Linked DNA regions of Hordeum vulgare: regions 2 and 3 are each linked to region 1. The links are chromatin contacts, called in public Hi-C maps. All regions are on one chromosome and are shown on one strand. The core of a region is the stretch at or near the end of the contact, and the rest is flanking DNA. Distances in the headings are between cores, read along the strand shown. Region 1 holds the start of LOC123402947 (tubby-like F-box protein 5). Region 2 has its middle 83 kb from the start of LOC123402290. Region 3 has its middle 31 kb from the start of LOC123402290.

Region 1 (2,762 bases), core at 86-2,585:
CAATACATCTTGATGCAATGGTACCAGAACAAGAAGGAACGATAAACCATGTGATGAAGCAACCAGACAAGATTGACTTACATGGGCTGAGCCCCAGGTAGAGGAGATAGGTGGACGTCGCCCTGTCCCTCCTCACAAAGCACTGCACGGGACAATCACGAGGCCCCGGCTGCGCCAAACCACCAAGGTTAAGCATCCAGACTCACACATTTGATGAGCAAACAGATCATGGCGGAAGAAGGCATTGATGTGGGGGGACTGGAGATACCTGCTTTAGGGAGATGGGGAAGGTGATCCTGCTGCACTCCTCGAGGGTCTTCACCACATCCTTGGTGACCTCGCGCCACGTCCGGCAGACGGCTGCGCAGGCCACGACATAGCGCCGCGCCGGCCAGGCCACCTCGCTGGACTCCACCCTCTGTATCACGTCGATCAGCAGCTCCGGCGGCAGGTTCGCCCACTGCCCCTGCTGCTGCGGCTCCTGGCCTGGCCGCTGTGGCTGCGGCTGCGGCTCCGGCCACAGGCTGGGCCAGGAATGCCGCGACCCCCCGCGGCCGTGGCCGGCGCGCCCGTCGGAGACGCCGCCGCGCCTGGACATGCTCCCGATGCCGTCCCTCATCTCCTTGAGCTCCCGCACGATGCTCTTCAAAGACATTGCAACTTATGACCAGCTGCTGTCGCTCTCGCGGAAAGAGCCCCCCTTTACAGCTCCATGGCAAGATCCGCCATTGCGGGTGAATCTACTCCAAAAATGGCAGGAGACAGCTCATAAAGTAGTCGCCGCCACCACCGCGTCCAACCCAACCAAAATAATGGACATTTCGAGAAAGATCTGAAGCGCGGGGCTCCGGAGACAGCTAAAGAAGCTGGAATTTCCGGGCGAATTTGAGGTGGGCGGCGAGGGCGAGGACCCGGCGCTTCCTCGCCCGGCAGTCCGGATCTGGGGAGGAGGCAATGCAGCGAGGAGGGCCCGGAGAAACCGAGGGTTCACGCTCGGGTGGCCTCGAGATCCAAAGCTTCCCCGCTTCCGCGGCTCAGGAAATCAAAAGAATCGGCTCAAGAACGGATCGAGAACCCTCCCTCCGTTTCCCTCATTCCCGCCTCCGTTGGATCCCCAAGAGCTCCTTCCTTCCCCCCCCCCCCCCCCCAAAGAGCTCAAGATTAGGGAGCGCCCCCTCGCCTGCCTTCCTCCTCCGAGCTCAGGATTTCTCCACGGAGCCTCTCCCTCTTTCCCTCCGCTCTCGCCCTCTCTCTCTCTCTCTCTCTCTCTCCGCTCGCTGCAGCTCCTGTGAACCCTGTGTGTGTAGTTTGGGCGTGGGTTTGTATTAGGGAGAGGATAATAAAAGGGGCCGCGGAGAAATAAAAAATGAACGGAGGCGGGTTTTTTAAGGAGGGTGGGGACGGCTTTTTTGTGGGGTGCTCCTTTTTTCCTCTCTCGTTGAGTTTTCACCTTTCGAGGTGTGCAGGTACTGCTACTACTACTCGCGCCTCGCGGCTCCCCAAAACTCACAGCTGCCCAACGGGAATCCTATGCATCAACATGGAGTGTACGCCGCTGTGGGACTCACGCTTTGGTCTTGAGGTTGGGCTGCTCTGGTGAGGTGAGGTGAGGTGAGGTGGTTGCAGAGCAAGTTACATGGTTAAAAGCATCTTAAAAGGCACTTTTGTGTTACGAAGACTTTCTCTCTGCATACAATGAACGGTTGATGGAACGAAAAGGTGGTGTCTTGGGGTTTAGGCTGGCCATAGTGGGGTATCATAGCTAGTAACATAGTCTTGGGATTAGCAAACATGGTAACGTGGCAAGTAATTAAAGAAGAGAGAGAGGATTATAGTAACATAGGTAGATACCGTAACATGTTAAATGCTATGCTACTATGTGTCATGCATGTCAATAAATGAGATCACCTATGATACGTACTACTTTATGATACTATGCACTATGAAGGTACTATCATACAATAGTAACATATGCATGATAGTACTATATGTTAATCTCCACTATGAGCAGCCTTAGGGGGATCGTAGCTCCAATCTAGCAAATTGTCAAAATGACTCGCTCCAACGTCTCTTTATGTAGGTGAAGGAAATGTCAAGGTCTATTTTAAGGTTCATAGCTTCAACCCCTGAAAAAATCGATGTGTCACTTTGACATCTACTCCCTCCGTCCCATAATATAAGAACATTTTTACTACGCTCTTATATTATGGGGCGGAGGGAGTATGTATGCACCCTGTATTTGAAAGGAGAGCGGAAAATCCTCGGCACAAAAGACAAAGGGCAATGGAAAGAGATCAAAACTGCCAAAAAGAAATTACCATTGGAAATTAGTCTCTCTTTAAACTCCAGTGTTGTGGGCCCTTGAGTCCACCGAAACTACTCTTCTCAATCGCATGTGCGGCATGCAATTCAATAGCGAATATCCCCCTGTTTTCTGATTGGTGAGCGAGCATAACGGAAAGATCACATTGATTTTCGCTTTGTTCTTACTCTGTGATTTTCTGCATGCATTTATTGTGCTTTGATTTTGTAGTGTCGTGTTATGGGGGTAGTTTGGACACACCACGACTTCTTTTGCTTATGGTGGTGTTCTTTCATGAAAGAGGAAAAGAGACATACACGCCTTTATTAGGATATATATTTTTTCTTAATGGGGATGGAAGTGGTATGACATTATTGTTTTGATTTTCCTTCACTGAGTAGTACTTTACATAAATACATCCGTATGCTTGAAATTAGGTCGCTTTGGTACCAACTAAAGA
Region 2 (2,786 bases), core at 128-2,627, 180 kb after region 1:
ATGCGAATGGCATATGCACACACGACCATCTATTTTTAGGAAATGTGCGGTTAAACCTTCTTGACCGATTGGAAATGATAGGAAAATGTATTTTCATAGTCGCATCAAACAAAAGAGGGGTAAAATTGAGCACATGGAATTTTTAGATAGAAATGAGAATGTGCGCAAATTAGTGGGTAAAATAAAATTGTCACATCATATTAATATGTGCAGGTAAATCAGGGCCTAACACATTAGAATATTTATATCCCGTTGCAACAGAGGGACATCTATACATCTATCTAGCGTTTACTTAAAACTAATCACAAGTGTTTTATCATTTGTATTATACCCAAAGCACTGCATGAACGCGTTTTTTGGGGAGGCGTACTGCATGAAACACGTTGGAATCACCAAACTACAAGGTCAAAAATTGATCTGATTGAATTCAGAAAGAAAAAGAAGGAAAAAATCTGGATAAGAAAAGGCCGCATGCTGTATTCCAGATTCCAGACATGGAGTGCTCCGGCAAGTTACGTCCACAGCTTGGGGAATATATCCTGGACAAAGAAACAAGAACCCAAGCAGTTCCACGCCATAAAAAAGAAACCATGGACCCATGCTGGACGGTCTAGGTCTTGCTGGCCAGCGGAGCTTCATCAGGTCTAAAAATTAAAATCTTGGCGAAAAGCTGATCAGTGAATTTATCCTCTGCATAAATATATTTTTCCTCACATGACTCCTCTCAGAGCATAAACTATTTCTTTTCGAAAGCAACCATAACGTATATTCTACTACCGTATGAGTAGCCATCGCTTCATAGATTGAGCAAGGTACGCACACATACATTCCCACGTCGCGCTAAATTAAACTATAGCCATAACACTGACCCTGCGCGTAATGGCAGACACGCTCACGAGGGCGACAGCCTTGTTGGTTCCCGTTGGCGCATCACATTGGCATCGTCGCACCTGCATGCGTCCCTCCCTCGGCCACGCCACCCACACCCAGGCCGTCATCAGCAACATGGCTCTGGCCGGGCCGGGGCCGGCGTGGAGGCCACACCTGCCGCACCACCGCACGCCTCCGCCTCCGCTGGACGCCGGAGGCCGGCTCCCTTCCCCCATGTTCGGCCGTCGGTCGTCCCCGTGGAAATGTTCTGCGGGAAACAATGATGCGGTGGTGGACGGGTGGTGGTGATCATCAGCCGTGTTGAGTTTCGTGATTAGCCGGAGCGGCAACGGCGGTTCGCGTGGAGGAAAGTTCGTCTAGGGGGACAGTATTCTTTCGGGCGGAATCCGCCGTGGTCCATGACATCGAGTGTGGTTTGGGGGTTTGCATATCATGATCAATCATGCCCTGTGCAATGCATGTATGGCCGCCTTCTTTTTTCCTGCCCTTTTTGACCGAGCAGGCGGCGTAGTACGTGATGGATGCAGGTTGGGGGTTCGGGACCATGTGGACGGAGGGCAGGGGGGGCCGAAAACGGGCGAGCGTCTGCTCCTCCTTTTCTTAGGGAAGTTCAGAAGAAAAGTTGGGTTGTAACTTTCGGAAGTTCAAGTTCGTTTGAACGTGTCCAACGGGTCATGGTGGATGCTCTACTTGCAGGAGAAAAAAAATGATACGTGCATGCTGCCCGAACCAACGTTACGCGCGCACGCAGCACTAATCAAGACCGGTACGGTGGTAGTACACTACAATGACGTGGCTGAAGCGTCTGCGAGCGACGTTTTGTGGTCACGCCGCACGGTGGGCGAATCGTCGAGGGGAAATCGTGTATGTGTAACATGAATGAACGATTAGGCTGGGTAACTTAGGTAGTATCATGTATCTATTTGAGACTAGCAAACATTTAAGACTAGCAAAAATGCTGATGTGATACATAATTGGAAAAAAGTTTGAGCAACATAGTTTGATGCCGTAACATGTTAAATTTATGTTATTGTGGACCTGTTTGGATCCATGGATTTGAGTTAGAGTTGGTTAGATTGGACCGAACTGGCCTCAAAACATCCAAACAAAATGGTTAGAGTTGGTTTTCAAAAGAACTAACCCACCCAAGACGTGCTTATTTGGGTTAGAGTTAGGTGTGACACAGGAAAAAAATTATTTTTCCCTTTACCTCCACCACACCAAATCCTAGTTAAAGGAGCTAAATGATTGAAAAAATGCATTTATTGACAATTTAACCTTGTCATCCAAACACTTCTTTGATTAGAGCTAATTTAAAGTTAGTACAGGGTTAGAATCTAACTCTAACCTCTAACCGAGTTAGAGGATTCAAACAGGGCCTATGTGTCATGCGTGTCAATAAATGAGGTCCTCTATGATACTAATTTATAATATTATGCATTATGAAGGTAGTATCATACAATAGTATCATATGCATGATACGGAAATTGCGTTTGGTGGCCGAGCTCCATGGAGGCCTTTAAATTTGAAATTCAAATTTCATAAAAATTCATATTTTTACATTTCAAAGAATTCTGAAAAAAAAATACAAGGATAAGTGAAGGCGTAGCACACATGTGTGTAAATTTTCAGAAAAAAATACATTGAAATGAGGGCTGTGCAAAAAAGACAAATCTGAGGCTTTTTTACACATGACATTATTCATCGTTTCAGGCCATGAATTTATCTTTTTGTGCAGATCGTATTTCAAGGTATTTCATCCTAAATTTTTGCACACATACACATAACATCCTTCTTTACTTCCATATTTTTTTCAGATTTTTTTGAAACCGAAAAGTTTGAATTTTGAATTATTCAAAAATTTCGACCTCCATGGAGGCCAAGCTCCAAATGTC
Region 3 (2,761 bases), core at 165-2,664, 230 kb after region 1:
CTTCTTATTTATGAATCACATGCAAATGACCCGACATATGAAAAATAAAATAAAAAATATAGCTACATGAACGAATAAATAGGAAATTCGACCGGCCAACGCGTTTGTGATCATTGAGAGGGTCATATTTGTTAAGTCGAGATGCTCTTACGCCCCATAACTTGATCGATGTGTTTGTGCTGTTACTAGCAGGAAAAGGCGTCATGGAGAGACTTGGTTCGTGTTGGGAAACCTGGGCCCAGCCCATCAGCGCAATAGAAACGACCGGCTTCTGTGTGAGGCACAAAGCGAGTCTCTATCATTTCCCTTTTTTTCGTTAAGTGGGTTCTTATCCCTTGACCCCTACCCCTATATAAAGAAAGTAGGAACAATCATGGTAACAAAGACTATCATATAATAAAGATTGTTTCCTCTTTACTGCATGTGTTCTTCTACTTTTTCTGCGATTGTCTACGACGCTCCTCCGCACCGCAATCTTGGACCGGACTCCTCGACAGGAGTTGCGGAACACGTTATCAGCACACTTTGCTCTATCACCTCTTCATCGAGCGTGCGTCAAGCCTGCCCCAAGAATCCTCTCATCGTTCCCGCAGAGGTATATGATACGATCTCTCTCTTTGCAAAAATGGATTCATCATGCTATCACGATTCAGTTTTTATGATTAGTTTATTTTTTCGGATTTAATCTACCTACGGTGTGAGTTTCTCTTCTAAAAACTACCTGACAAACACGTCGCTGACCAATGTTGATGTTCTTTGATCAAGAGAGACTTGTTGACTACATCCGAGGGAGACAGTGATTACACGTACTCCATATGAGAACGACACCGCCGTGATGTACCGGATGTACACACGTCGTCACGTCCCGCTGACGCACGAACCATTTTTTCGCGTAGCTACAGTAATCGCTGCTGTCGACATGGCTGTGCTGGCACCGACCGCCGCGTGCACACGCGCTCAGCCGCGCCAGGCCCTGACACCACTAGTCGCCCGAGCCGCCACCGCGTCCGCTGCCCCGGCCGCACCACGCCATGCTCGCTGCATCGGTCGCGCCTGGCCGTGCCCGGCCGCGCCCCCAACGTTGGTCGCGCTTGCCCTGGCCACCCGCGCAAGCTGCCCTGCTGGCCGCCGTGCTCGCCACTCGCGTGCGCTGCCCTGCTGGCATCCACGCTCGCCGCACGCGCGCTGCCGTGCTCGCCGTCGCGCTCGCCGCGCCCTGTTGGCCGGCCCTCCCCAGCCGCTCGCCGCTCGCTGCGCCCTGCTGGCCGGCCTTCCCCAGCCACACGCTGGCCTGGCCGGCCTTCCCCAGAGCCGCTCCAGCCGCCTATCCGCTTGCCCCACCGCGACCTACTAGCCGCTCACCTCGGCCTCGGCCAGGTGCAGCCGCCGCCACTCTGGCGCTAGGAAAACCTAGCGTCCCGGTGGACCGAGCGTTGGCTGGCCAGGCCGGCCTCATGGGACGTAACGGCTGGGCCATGCAGTTTGGGCCCTTTTCCCTCTCTAAAAAAAGTAAAAAAGAGGGGGTGTCGGGCAAGCTCGTGGGTGCATCGGGCTGGCATCCCATTTTGGGCTTGAAACAACACTTTAGGCTTAAAATATGTCTCGGGAATTCATTTTTAGCCTAGTTTCTATGCACTAGATGTGCTTAACATGCTATCTCGTGCAACATGATTTTATTATATGTTTTTACTGTTGTAGATTAATTGTTTAGCACTTTAATCATTAGATAAATCATATAATAAAATGTATTAAATAACAAAACGTCATTTTTTATTGAATAAGTTTATCTACATCGCATTTATGCAAAAGATTACCTACTGTAATCTCATGATAATAGTTTATTATCCTAGAGGCGATAATAAATTTGTTATTATTATTTTTCCTTGTTCGTGATAATAGTTATCCATGCTAGAATTGTATTGATTGGAAACTCAAATACATGTGTGGATACATAGGCAACACACTATCCCTAGTGAGTCTCTCAAAGGACTAGCTCGTTGATCAAAGATGGTCAAGGTTTTCTGGACATAGACATGAGAAGTCGTTTGATAACAAGATCACATCATTAGGAGAATGATGTAATGGACAAGACCCAAATTATGAACGCAGCATACGATCGTGTCAGTTTATTGCTACTGTATTCTGCATGTCAAAGTATTTATTCCTATGACCATGAGATCATGCATCTCCCGGACACCAGAGGAATACCTTGTGTGTATCAAACATCATAACGTAATTGGGTGACTATAAAGGTGCTCTACAGGTATCTCCGAAGGCGTTTGTTGGGTTGGCATGGATCAAGACTGGGATTTGTCACTCCGTGTGACGGAGAGGTATCTCGGGGCCCACTTGGTAATGCAACATCACAACAAGCCTTGCAAGCAATGTGACTAAGGAGTTAGTCACGAGATCTTGTATTACAGAACGAGTAAAGAGACTTTCCGGTAACGAGATCGAACTAGGTATAGAGATACCGACGATCGAATCTCGGGCAAGTAACATACCGATAAACAAAGGGAATAGTATATGAGATTGATTGAATGCTTGACATCGTGGTTCAACTAATAAAGATCTTCGTAGAATATGTAGGAGCCAATATGGACATCCAGGTCCTGCTATTGGTTATTGGCCGAAGAGTGTCTCGGTCATGTATGCATAGTTCTCGAACCTGCAGGGTCTGCATACTTAAGGTTTGGTGACGATTTGGTATTAATGAGTTATGTGTGGCAGTTACCGAAAGTTGTTCGTAGTCCCGGATGAG

The links. Hi-C and Micro-C count contacts between places; a contact is called where the count stands out from the background.
Region 2: a contact with region 1 is called in a Hi-C map of leaf, with 4 times the contacts expected there. The contact joins the enhancer-like site here to the promoter of LOC123402947 in region 1. A contact is called at or near these places in 2 of 6 Hi-C or Micro-C datasets (leaf and seedling) and 1 of 1 datasets of contacts at active chromatin or transcription factors (embryo).
Region 3: a contact with region 1 is called in a Hi-C map of seedling, with 3 times the contacts expected there. The contact joins the enhancer-like site here to the promoter of LOC123402947 in region 1. A contact is called at or near these places in 2 of 6 Hi-C or Micro-C datasets (leaf and seedling) and 1 of 1 datasets of contacts at active chromatin or transcription factors (embryo).

Annotation. Positions count from the first base shown.
Region 1 is chr6H:463,922,226-463,924,987 of MorexV3_pseudomolecules_assembly, reverse strand. LOC123402947 (tubby-like F-box protein 5) reads right to left here and starts at 1,335. Exons shown (of 4, transcript XM_045096916.1): 1 at 269-1,335; 2 at 82-169. The coding sequence starts at 655.
Region 2 is chr6H:463,743,257-463,746,042 of MorexV3_pseudomolecules_assembly, reverse strand. No RefSeq gene overlaps it. Among protein-coding and RNA genes, the nearest start is that of LOC123402290, 83 kb to the right of the region's middle. Within about 2 kb of position 1,377, at least 3 of the 3 cell types and tissues checked have open chromatin away from gene starts, as enhancers often do. A contact at or near this core is called in leaf and seedling, where this site is marked.
Region 3 is chr6H:463,691,679-463,694,439 of MorexV3_pseudomolecules_assembly, reverse strand. No RefSeq gene overlaps it. Among protein-coding and RNA genes, the nearest start is that of LOC123402290, 31 kb to the right of the region's middle. Within about 2 kb of position 1,414, at least 3 of the 3 cell types and tissues checked have open chromatin away from gene starts, as enhancers often do. A contact at or near this core is called in leaf and seedling, where this site is marked.